4 separate regions of the Zea mays genome follow, and all the other regions are linked to region 4. Evidence: chromatin contacts called from public Hi-C data. All regions are on one chromosome and are shown on one strand. The core of a region is the stretch at or near the end of the contact, and the rest is flanking DNA. Distances in the headings are between cores, read along the strand shown.

What was found. A called contact is a pair of places that touch in the nucleus more often than the background predicts.
Region 1: a contact with region 4 is called in a Hi-C map of bundle sheath, with 4 times the contacts expected there. The contact joins the promoter of LOC100285566 here to the promoter of LOC103651237 in region 4. A contact is called at or near these places in 7 of 25 Hi-C or Micro-C datasets (bundle sheath, ear, leaf and 2 more) and 1 of 3 datasets of contacts at active chromatin or transcription factors (leaf).
Region 2: a contact with region 4 is called in a Hi-C map of leaf, with 5 times the contacts expected there. The contact joins the promoter of LOC100280828 here to the promoter of LOC103651237 in region 4. A contact is called at or near these places in 5 of 25 Hi-C or Micro-C datasets (ear, endosperm, leaf and 2 more).
Region 3: a contact with region 4 is called in a Hi-C map of root tip, with 3 times the contacts expected there. The contact joins the promoter of LOC100194255 here to the promoter of LOC103651237 in region 4. A contact is called at or near these places in 6 of 25 Hi-C or Micro-C datasets (ear, leaf, root tip and 2 more).

What each region holds. Positions count from the first base shown.
Region 1 is chr3:206,235,098-206,237,806 of Zm-B73-REFERENCE-NAM-5.0, reverse strand. LOC100285566 (ubiquitin domain containing 1) reads right to left here and starts at 1,291. Exons shown (of 4, transcript NM_001158457.2): 1 at 1,080-1,291. The coding sequence starts at 1,113.
Region 2 is chr3:205,840,067-205,842,766 of Zm-B73-REFERENCE-NAM-5.0, reverse strand. It overlaps LOC100280828 (heat shock factor protein HSF30), which reads left to right and starts at 1,417. Exons shown (of 2, transcript NM_001367142.1): 1 at 1,417-1,838; 2 at 1,981-2,548. The coding sequence starts at 1,575. The coding sequence ends at 2,466.
Region 3 is chr3:206,257,602-206,260,501 of Zm-B73-REFERENCE-NAM-5.0, reverse strand. LOC100194255 reads right to left here and starts at 1,278. Exons shown (of 2, transcript NM_001139296.1): 1 at 648-1,278; 2 at 1-518. The coding sequence starts at 937.
Region 4 is chr3:206,008,543-206,011,655 of Zm-B73-REFERENCE-NAM-5.0, reverse strand. It overlaps LOC103651237 (pentatricopeptide repeat-containing protein At5g50280, chloroplastic), which reads left to right and starts at 1,433. Exons shown (of 2, transcript XM_008676855.2): 1 at 1,433-2,823. The coding sequence starts at 1,952.

The sequences.
Region 1 (2,709 bases), core at 42-2,541, 230 kb before region 4:
TGGTATCAACATATTGACGACATGCTTTCTAAAATACCACTATTCTTGACATGATGGTCGAAGATAAAAAAATGTCTTTACCTAAACCTAATTCTCTAGATAGAAAAGTGATTTTCTTGAGGCATGCAAAAATATTACAGCCTAATGAACCTTCTAAAGTGCTACACTAAGGATGCATCAGATCAGAATCAATAAAAAAGTGTGAAGTCATTTCCCTTGGTCCAACAGCATGACTAGTATTTATCAAACAAGGGAACTGCACAGGCAACCAATCTGCTATCGTCATCTTGCTCCTATCTGAACTGCACCTTAATACCTTATGGATAATGTAGGTGCAGCAAAGATAATCATCTAACACAAAGTAAATCCTCTTAATCAATCCATGGCTTTCCTCCTACAAATAGATTAAGTTATCACTTCAATTTATCTTGCATATCACCGCATATTTGATTTTGCTGCCCTAAGGAAAGCAATTTTTTTAAACCAACGAAATGGCTTCCCCCAACAACAAGAATAAACCATCATCTCAGCTAGCCATTAATACTGTATTATCTCATCGTTAATTCTGCTGGGCATGAACAGAGCTGCAGCAGTGCATCTGTCACATGAAGAATAAGCGGTCAGTTCCAGTTATTTTTATGACAACCAGACATGTCTTCGTCTCCCCAACAACTGTATGATCTACCTTTTTGCCCAAAAGGGAGCAGGTCATCCCTTCAATTGCTTTGTGGCAATACCAATATCTTCTCCCTCCATCCGTCGGCCGTGACTCAATCACGATTCACAAGAAGCTGTGCTACATATAAGCCGATCATGGCTCTTCCTTGGAACCACCATGGCGATGGTCCTGGAGCTCAATTAACCATCGATGGCAGGCGGAGCTAATTCGAGTTACCAATCGCTACCCACCCAGCTCATACAAGAACCAAGGACGCTGATAAACCAGCTACCCACCGTATCCTAAACTCGGTTCCAGAACCGAATTACCGAAGATGCAACGGTCATCTAATATAAGATCCCAATCTGAACCATACAGAAAACAACGGAGAAGAAACAGTAGAATAGGAAGGGGGATAGACCGTCAGTCTTTGGAGTGGATCCAGCGCATCCCATGGCGACGGCCGGTCAGACGGTCATGGGCGACCACCTCCCCCTTCTAGACGCTTCTGGATTCGGTGCCACGGCCGCGGGCGTAGGATGGGATGATTTGGGGAGCGACGTGCGAGATAGCGGTGGAGAGCTGAAAAGCGGACGCGGAGCAGAAGTGGTGGCCGGTGGGGGATGGTGGTGTACTGGTGTGGACGGGACGGACGCATCGGTTGGTGGCCCCGCACGCTCCTAGGTCCTAGCCAGCATAATCCGGATACGCCGACGAACAAGGTCTTCGGCCCCTTTTGGTTGGTTTTGTGAAGTTGGGTCCGTTGTATGGGCTGGTCCGGCCGAGCGTACACAGTTCATAGCCCAGAGTCGGCCTGGTGACGCAAATGGGCTTACAATAATTCAAACGTGCTTCTGCCCCGTCTTAGCAGTCCGATAAGTTTATTGCTATTATAGGACTCTTTTAATTTAAAATTGTCCATAACAGTATTTATAAGTGTTATTACTAAAATAGTATTCTGACTATTTTTATTATTTCTTTTTTCCTTTCTTTTTTCCATGTCCTAAACTGCTCGTATTGCCTGTGGTTCCTAATTCCCATTTGTTGGTTCGTTTCTTCTCAGCGTGGATAGCAAATGCCAGCAAAGAGCAGATTCCTTGTATTGAGAACTACGTTATCACGAATCATTAGATCCGCTCCCTTCTCTCCCGTCAGCAGTAGAGGCGCAAGAAGCTATAGAGGACCTGTCTCCCTTCCCATAAGCACGACAGAGGAAACACACGAGACACGAGATATAGGGTTGAGCCTATAACCTCTTTCTGATCTCTGTAATATGAAGGGGTGTACATGTTCCTTATATAGAGATATGAGACTCCTCAGAGGCAAAGTCGGTATTTACCCACATAACCCTAACTAGGGTTACTTAACACTCCCCCTTGGGCGAATACCGCGACCAACACATGCCTCTTTAAAACTCCCAAAAACTCAGTGGGAAAAATATGGAGAAAGAGTACATGGTGACACAAATTGCATTTGCACTTTGTTGCCTCATTAAAAACCTTATGTGAGAAACTTCAAAAAACTCACCAAGGAAAAAGAGTACAACAAATGTCATCAGGACAAATTTCGATCTTCTGAATCAGAATTCCATCGAATCTTCTACAAGGGCTAAATTTAGAAATGTGCTCCCCCTGATCCTCGCAAAACTGTATCAATATGGCACAACATCTTCTTCTGGAAGTATACGCACATAGAGATTTAGCAAACGGATTGCATACTGTTGCAAGGATTATATCAGGAACTTCACCTCTACTAACTTCTAGGATATACGAGGTAAGTGCACGTATCGACATAAACAAGCTACTTTAACTGATGGTGTTCGATCGACTAGATCTTTATATTTGATAGAAACTTCCATAAAGATTCACATATTGATCATGAAGTTGATGCCCCCAGGGCATAGAATATGACATTTGTTGTCTCACAATTGTGATCAATATAAGCATTCGCTCCCCTGACGATGACATCTGTCAAAGTTGTTATCCCTCATAACTCAAGCATATTCTTCAAGATATATGTCTCATTGTTCATCTGGAATAACGAGAATGGAT
Region 2 (2,700 bases), core at 168-2,667, 170 kb after region 4:
TTTTCGCCGCAAAGTTTTCCGGAGGGGCAGCTGCGCTTGAATCAGGCAACAACGTGGGCTCGGTTTGCCACTGTATATATGCTCAATTTTTTTGGGGCGTTCAAATTCGAACTATTTATTTATTTATTTACATGAACGCGATTGGGCGCTTGGTTGCGACGTGGACGCAGGCGATGACGTGCGCGCGGAGCCCTCGCTATCGGCTCGGCTTGGCCCTGTCCGTCACCGCGCGTGTTGCTAGCTGTCCACGCCGACCCCAAATGGAGTCAGGCGGTTGGCTTGCACTGCGCGGGCACATCCACACCTACCCTGCACCTCAAGCTGCTGCATATCTGCGTTGGCCATGAGCATGATGCACACATTTCTTTCGATAACGCGTGCCAGACCGCCCTTCTCCCACCTCTTCCTTTCACCGCCTGTCCGCCTCAGTTGATCACTTGGCCGTTCAGTTTCCGGAGGTCCTTAGGCTATCCGCACTCATACTACTCTAAATTTCTACCCTAAAAAGAATATTCTGTCCTGATCAGAAAAATTCTTTACTCTATACCATAATCCTCCGCACTCATATTACTCTATATCCATACTCTATATCAACTATCATATATTTAATTCAACCACGCCGTTGGTGCGGGAGGAGAGAGAGTATAGAGCGCCACGCCGTACGACGCTCGCCGTACCGTCCCGAAGCCCGCACACTATCGTTCAGTTCCATTTAGCGCTACCCACTGCACGCGAACTGTACGCTAAACAGGGGTAGCGTCCCGTTTGGCGTTCACGAGTGCGGGCAGCCTTATAGTTACTAATAAAGGGGTGGTGAGCTGGCTGTGCTCTCCGCGCGTGAAGAGCAGAGTGACCGAGCCCAGCAGTCTCTCCCAGATTTACAAGAAGCACAAAACTCTTGTCCCGCTCAAAGATTGCCTTCTGCGTATGTCATTCGAAACACTGTTCGTCGATGCGCTGTCACGTCGTCCTAAGATCGCCGATATCATCCATATCCCGCTAAAAAAAGGGCACAGCAGACTAGATAGATATATATATTAGGAAAGAAAAGCGCAACGCCTGTGAAGAAAAACTGACTTGCTATGAGCCCATGACCCAGGGGAGGGGACAGCGCGACACTTTATGCCTGTGCCGCTCACACGTGGCCCCTAAGCGACAAGCATCGAATCCTCCCAAAATCCGGCACAACACCAGCGCCACATCGCCTCGCGAATCATATGGTTCCATTTGTTGCCGCCGAGTCCGCGCTCCTCGGCCCGTACCACGACCTGAGGAGATAGATATATAGGCGGTGGCAGGCGCTTTACCGCCCCGGACAGAAATATCTGAGGACACGTAGGAGTAGGACTCGCCCCCACCCCCGAACCACCGACGAAGGAGACGAATAAAAGAAGGCAAACCACACGGCCACCACACACACAGGCACCGAACGAACAGGACAGCGAGAGAAAGCAAAGCGAGCTGCTGCTTCCTTATCCGGTTCTTCGCCGTGAGCGCTCCACAGGGAACGGAACGGGAACTGGGGGATCGGGATCCTTACGTTGTTGTGTGTATTATCGAGCAAGCTAAGAGCCATGGGCAGCGAGTGCAAGGGCTACGGCGTCGGCGTCGCCACCAGCCCGCAGCAGGAGCAGGAGCAGGCTGGCGCCGCCGTCGCACCGTTCGTGGCCAAGACGTTCCACATGGTGAGCGACCCGGCCACGGACGCCGTCGTGCGCTGGGGTGGCGCCAGCAACACCTTCCACGTCCTCGACCCGGCCACCTTCTCCGACTACCTGCTGCCCTCCTACTTCAAGCACCGCAACTTCGCCAGCTTCGTCCGGCAGCTCAACACCTACGTGAGTGATATGCGCGCTACCTCCTCAGCTCCTCTGCCCCCGCTCCGCTGTCCGCTCAGCGCTCACTCAGGACTCAGCTACCACTCCTCCTCGTGTGAGTAACAGCTCTCGGCACGCATGCGTACCGTTATTTTTTTAACAGGGGTTCAGGAAGGTGGACACGGACCGGTGGGAGTTCGCGCACGAGTCGTTCCTGCGGGGCCAGGCGCGCCTGCTGCCGCTGGTCGTGCGCAAGAGGAAGAAGGCGGGCGCCGGCGCCGGCGGCGGCGGCCGGGAGCTGTGCGAGGCCGGGGAGGAGGTGCGCGGGACCATCCGGGCCGTGCAGCGCCTGCGGGAGCAGCAGCGCGGGGTGGAGGACGAGCTGCGGGCCATGGACCGCCGCCTGCGCGCCGCCGAGAGCCGGCCGGCCCAGATGATGGCGTTCCTCGCCAAGCTCGCCGACGACCCGGGCCTCGTGCTGCGCGCCATGCTCGCCAAGGAGGAGGAGCTGGCCCTGATCGACAAGGGGTCGGAGGCGCAGCCGGCCAAGAGGCGGCGGATCGGGGCTGAAGCCGTGGACCTGGCGCACAGCAGGGGCGGGGGCGCCGTGCCGTTTCCGTTCTCTGTTCTCGGCCAAGTGTTCTACTAGGGTAGATAGGGACTGGTGTATATATGACTTGCACTGTATTATAGCTTTGCCTCGGTTTCAGCAGTTACTGCCTTCCGTTTTACCGTCGGCTTCATTTTTAAATTTAAACGCGACAAATAAAAAATAAGTTCATTTTTAAATTTAAACGTGATTAATAAAAAAATAACGAAAACAGTACTATTTTAGTAAGTAACAGTGCCTGAAGAAAAGTTTTTAAGCGTGGCGAGCGTTTGG
Region 3 (2,900 bases), core at 29-2,528, 250 kb before region 4:
TGGCGCACTCGGGCAGCTCGCCGAGACCCGCGAACATGGCGTCCTCCTCGCCCCCTTCTCCGTCGAACAGCCCGCCGACGTCGCCGAACTCGTCGGGGAGGGGCGCGGGCGGGGCGCCGAAGAACATCGCCCCGTACAGCATCTCGTCCGCCGCCTCGACGTCCGGTGGGGACGCCGAGGAGGTGACGGACACGCCGTCGTAGAGCCACCTGAACTCGTCGTGCACCTCGACGGCCGCCGCGCCGGCCTCGGTCTCGGCCGCAGCAGGCGCGCAGACGACCGTGGCAGCGGCAGCGACGTCGTGGCTGCCGGATGACGGGGACTCCGGCGGGACTGGCTGTGGCTGGGCCGGCTTTGGCTTCGGGGCCTGGCGGTTCTGCGCCCTCGCCGCCGCCATGGCCTCCGAGTGGCTGTGCTCGAACGAGTACGTGACGATCACCTTGTCCGGCTCCGCCCTGCTCCGCTCCACCTGCTTCCTGGCCGGGCACCCCTTGGAGCTGCTGCACCTGTAGTAAGCCCTGGGCACGCCGAAACCGAAACCCAGATCAGCAAAAGTCTACAAGAGAACTAGGGGCAGTCCATGGATGGATGCATGAGTGATTGCTTCTACTACTAGACTTCTACGTCGTGCCGTGGCCCGTGTGTACCTCGGAAAAGGCGAGCCCTTGATGGGCTTCTGGCCGTACTTGCGCCACGCCCACGCGTCCGTCGGCGTGTTGCCCTCGCCGACGCCCTTGGGCCGTGGGCCACTGACGTCCGCCAGCGGCACGGTGACCACCCGCTTGTTCGCCGACCGCCTCCTCCCGGCACCGGTAGCAGCTGGCGACGTGGACGGTGGCGCCGGCGACACCGGCGGTGGCGAACTTGGGCAATCAGCCGACGAAACTCCGCCCGCAGCGCCAGCCTTGCTCTCGTCGCCGCTCCACTCGGCGTCCATTTGCCCGGGCAGCTAGCCCGAGAGAGAGAGAGAGAAATTAAGCGCCGGATCGGAGCAGTTCGATCTTCTCGGCCTGATCCGAATCCGATGTCACCAGCTGCCCCCCCGACCCCGAGGCAGAGGCAGGCGCATCCGCGGGATATAAAAAAGGGAACGGCGGTGCGGTGTGGAAGCGAGCAAAACTAAACTACTACTACCACGACTCCACGAGGCTATGCTATGCATGTAGTACTACTACTACGTCGCGGTGACGGTGGTGTCCCGTCGTCCTCGGTTCGTGCGGTGTGATTGGCGGGGACGACGTGAGGGGTTGTGGGCGCGCACGCTGGCTGAGGCCTGAGGGCTGAGGCTGAGCAAGGCGTGGAGACCGCGCGCGGGGGACGAACTTAAACAAAGAGGAGAGGAGAGACAGCCAGACAAGCTGCTCTCTTGAGAAGACGAGGACGAGCGTGCGACGGCGACGTCTCCCCAACTATCGCCATGTCCATCCATCCATCCATGCCTTTGATGATGGATCGTCGTCGTCCCCTCATCTGTCATCGTTCGTTCGGGATTCGGGAATTAGATGAGAAGTAGCATATGCATTAATTATTAACGTACGCATATCATCATGCATTGGAGTGGTTGGTGCGTGGTTTCGGTTGGAGTCGAGAACCAAACCAGCAGCAGAGCTCGGTTCGCCGTCATGCCCACGCGCGGCAACAGTGCCCTGGAACTGCGACGTGCGTGCATGGCAGTGCAGTGGCCGCTCGTCCCGGACTACGGCGGAGCCCGCCCGGCAGATCCCCATCCATCCCACGCGCGTTTCTATCGAGGGGTTAAACGTTGACAGCTGCACACGCGCGCCGGGCGGAATTCTTCTGCCCGCGCCTACTCCGATAAAAAAGAATCTAGCTAGAGGCGTCGGATATTTCGGCAGACACGTCAGGCTAGGAGACAGGAGTAAAGGCCGTGGTAATTCAGGTCGTGACTTGTCGTCGTATTCGGTTGCTTGGTGAAGAATCAACGATATACGTCGCTACCAGCTTCAGAATTTTACATTGCTTCTTCTTCTTCTTCTAGTAGAGTGAGTCTAGTTTCTATTCTAGATATGATATGTTATGATATGATATCCTGGCCTGGGTCAAATTAACCTTTTGACGCTGTCATATATATTGCTTAGCAGCGGCTTGGTGTGTTCGACACAGATCCAATAATCCAACCGCAGATTCTTTGGATGGAAATAGACATCACGCGTTCCATACATCCACCGCAACACGAAGCCATAGTTTTTTCTTCTTCTTTTGCATTGGCGACTCCTTCGATCGTGCTCTCACGCGATTATTATTCAATTGGGGGTTCAGCTATGGCATCGCAATCCTTCTCGCGCGGCTGCTGAGAGTTGAGTTCTCTGGTGACTTGTTCAACCGATCCAGGGCCTCCAATCATGAGGTGGCAGCTAGCGAGCGGCCGGCGTCACACCAGCTCTGCATCCTCCTCCTCTCGGCTCTCGCACACCGCGCTACGTACCTCTGCTCCCATATAAAAACTCCATCCCCGTTTGACGAAGAGCTCAACCACCGGTTAGTTTATCTGGGCTGGGGATCGGAAGAGAGGGTGTATACGTAGCGCGACTTCATGGCCTGCTCAACTCTTCTCCTATCCTACCCTCTATGGGAACACGCGGGAACAGCTGGTGTTTCGAAATAGAAAAAGGGAAACGGAAAATGGTCATTGTGGCGTATGTTAACCTGATGAATGCAGCATGAATGTCTGTATCACTGTATGGATACCATCAGCGCATGCAGTCTGGACGTATGGATACCATCATACGCTCTCAACCGCTCAAGCCCTCCAGGTGAGGACGTCAAAAACGGGCAACGGTGTCCTAGTTTCAAGTCTGAGCTATTAATTGCTTCGCCCTATCAACTGCTGTGAGCTTTGGTAGATCTATAGAATGAACACATTACACACTTCAGTCCTG
Region 4 (3,113 bases), core at 184-2,683:
GTTTCAGTTTTTGGATTCAACTCAAAACAGTTTGGTTTACCTATTTTTGGGCCCCTGTAACTTGTAATCAAAGAACATTTTGAGAAAGGTTGCTATAACAAACTTGTAGAGTAACTATAAGAGAACAACTTTCATTAACTGTGATAGCCCTAAAGCTATATGAAACTAGGAGAAAAAGCGGTCCAAACTGAGTTGACAGATTTTGGATTTCAGACTTAGTGCAACAAACTGAGTCTGAATTTTAGTGTTGTTAGTGCAGTTTTGGAGCTTCTTTGTAGCTAATCCATGAAGTTATGGGCTATGGTTTATATAGAAGAGTTGAAGCCCATGAAATGGTGAACAAATCTCATTTAGTAAGTTTGGCTTGGTGCTGCATGAAAAGTGGAGTAAAATGTGATTGAACTTTCGCTGTCACGCGTGTGGTGTGCAGTTTCAAGTTCAGTTTGGTGCCGAGTGCAGTTTCATAATCTGAACTGTGATTCAGTTTTGCTGATTTTTTAGAAGCCGCATATTCCTCTCAGTTTTGGACCCTTCTAATTCTTAATTCTTAGAACTTTTGGTGGATCGCCATTACATCAAACTTGGAGATTTATTGTGGAGGAATACTTCTTATGAAGAAGGATCTCCCTATTCTTATTTCGAATTGGGAGAAAACTTTGTTCCAAGTCGAGCTGTTAGGCAAGTGGTGAACTGAACATTGCTTAGGTGACTGAAACTGGTTCAGTCTTTGAGTGAAGAAAGGATCTCCACGCCTGTTGTGTTTCACTTGTGTCAATTCGAGTTGTAGTTTGGGTAGAGGGTTCAAAAGGTGATAAATGGGGAAAGGTTCCAGCTGATTCAAATATCTGAGGAAAGGGGACTCGATGGTTATCTACAGCTGGTGACCACTGTGTTTGTTTGCCTCTGGTTGAGCGCCATCGGCTAGGTTCACTGCTTTACTATGCTATTGAGGATGCATGGTGTTTATGTCTTGAAGCCACGTACCCTGGTTCGAGCAGCTACTGGCACCTCCCTGTGGCCATGTATTTATCGCCGCACCGCTGATTCTCCGTCTCACTGTGGCCAGGCAAGCAAGGTCATGTTTCACGTTGTCGCTTCCACGTTTCGGTTCTCCTATAGGGTACTGTCGTACTGATGCTTATCGGCTCGGCCGTTTCATCTTTACTGCTATAGAACTTCCGGAACATCGCGGCGCCGCCGGCGAACACCGCCTGCCTGGATTAGCTTCACCGTCGCGGTCATATCCTGATCACGTTTGGGAGTCGTTCTACTTTGTGATGAGTCCCTGATACAAACAACAAACTTGTTGTCTTCTTATTTACTTTATAATTTTTATCAAATATGAATGTATAAGTAGTTGGTAAGAGTTTTGATTGTTTGCTATTGTACCTTTTGCTAGGGTTATATATGTGAGTTTTTACTGGCGTTATATACGAGTTTGGGATAGCAAAGGATGGCAAAATAGCCCCAGTCTGTCATTCCCTCTCCACGCCACACGCACGGCTCCATCCTTCTATCTGCGCTCGCGCCGCCCGGGAGCTCGCCGTCGTCACCTCGTCGGGGCGCCCTCGTCCAGTCCGGCTCTCCCTTCGTCGCTCCGCGGCTCTGCCGGCGTCTGGGGCCCCGGTCTCCGGGCTTTGGTGGCGCCCCCCACCGGCCCACCCCAGCGGGCAGCGGCAACTGCCACTCTGCGGCTCTGCTAGGGGCAGGGAGGAGCAGTGGCGACTCTGCTAGGGACAGGGAGGAGCAGTGGCGGGCAGCGTCCTTCCTTTTGTTTGGCCCGGGGCTTCGGAATTACCTGGATCCGCCACTGCATCTAAGTCCTCCTCCGCACACTCTCCACCGATCCTCGACGCGCGCGTGAGCAACACCACCGTGGTATCGGCGACCACGAGCGGCGCCTTTTGGATTCGCCCGTGACTTGCTCCCACCGTGTTTGCCACTCGCCAGGATGACGCTGTTGTTGGCCCAACAGCTACTTTCCTTCTCCTTCGCCTTTCCACCTCTCCGCGCCCTCCACCTTGGCAGCCCCCTTAAAGCCTATCCGTCCTCCAAATGCTTCGTCTACTCTCATTGCCCTTCCCAATTCCAAACCTGGTGGCCTCGAAGTCGCCCAGCCGCCCATCCTGCGCATAGTTTCTTTGAAGAACAAGAAAGCGAAGGCAGCGACTATGGGGATGAGGCGGTGGGCTGCTTGGGCGAACCTGCCACACACGGCACCTGGGAGGATACGGATGACGAGGGCAGCTGGTTGGGCCCGACTCGATGCGGCGCCTCGGAGGATGAAGACGAGGACTGTGGTGAGGAGGTGGGCCACTGGGACCCGCCTGTCAGCCGCTTTCGACCGCAGCGCGAGGAACCATACCAAGCAGAAGAGGACGACGATGAAGAATGCGAGTGGTTGGACCCGACCTCCTTTTTGCGATGCCAAGAAGTGGTAAGCGGTGTTTGCAGCACCACGGCAGCCATGGACGAAATCCTAGCCTTTGCGAGGTGCTCAGCTGCGGCGGGGGAACAAGGATTCGCCGAGTTCATGGCCGGATACAGCCACGGGAACCTCAGCGAGGAGGAGTGCATTGAATTAATGTGGAGGATGTCCAACGAGGGGCTTGCGTTGGGCTGTGCACACCTGTTCCAGTGGCTGCGGGAGAAGCAGCCGGTGCCAGTATCATCAATGGTATGGTTGATGGCTTTTGTTTCGCTTGGGCGTTGTGACATGGCTGATGTGGTCTTGGAGATTGTGGCAAGGTTACCCTTGGAAAGGGATTTCCGTGAGGTAGTTCTTTATAATGCCGCGATATCTGCTGTTGCCTACTGTAGGAGGTGAGCATTGTCTTGTTTGGTATCAGAGACTGAGTGCAACATTTAGTGGGCTTCTCATCGTGAATACCACTGTGTGCTGGAAATTGATAGTTTCATATTCTTGGCACATGTTCTGTGGATTAGATAATCTCTTGGATGAAGATTTGTGTGTCTCCACACTCTACAGATGTCTTGTGTCCTTTTAATTAGTTCATATTATCAGATTGAGTGAATGAGGTTCTAGTTAGACAACTGCGGCCAACTTTCTGAAATGTCTTGGAAGTCAAGGATGAATTTGTGTATTAAGTTGA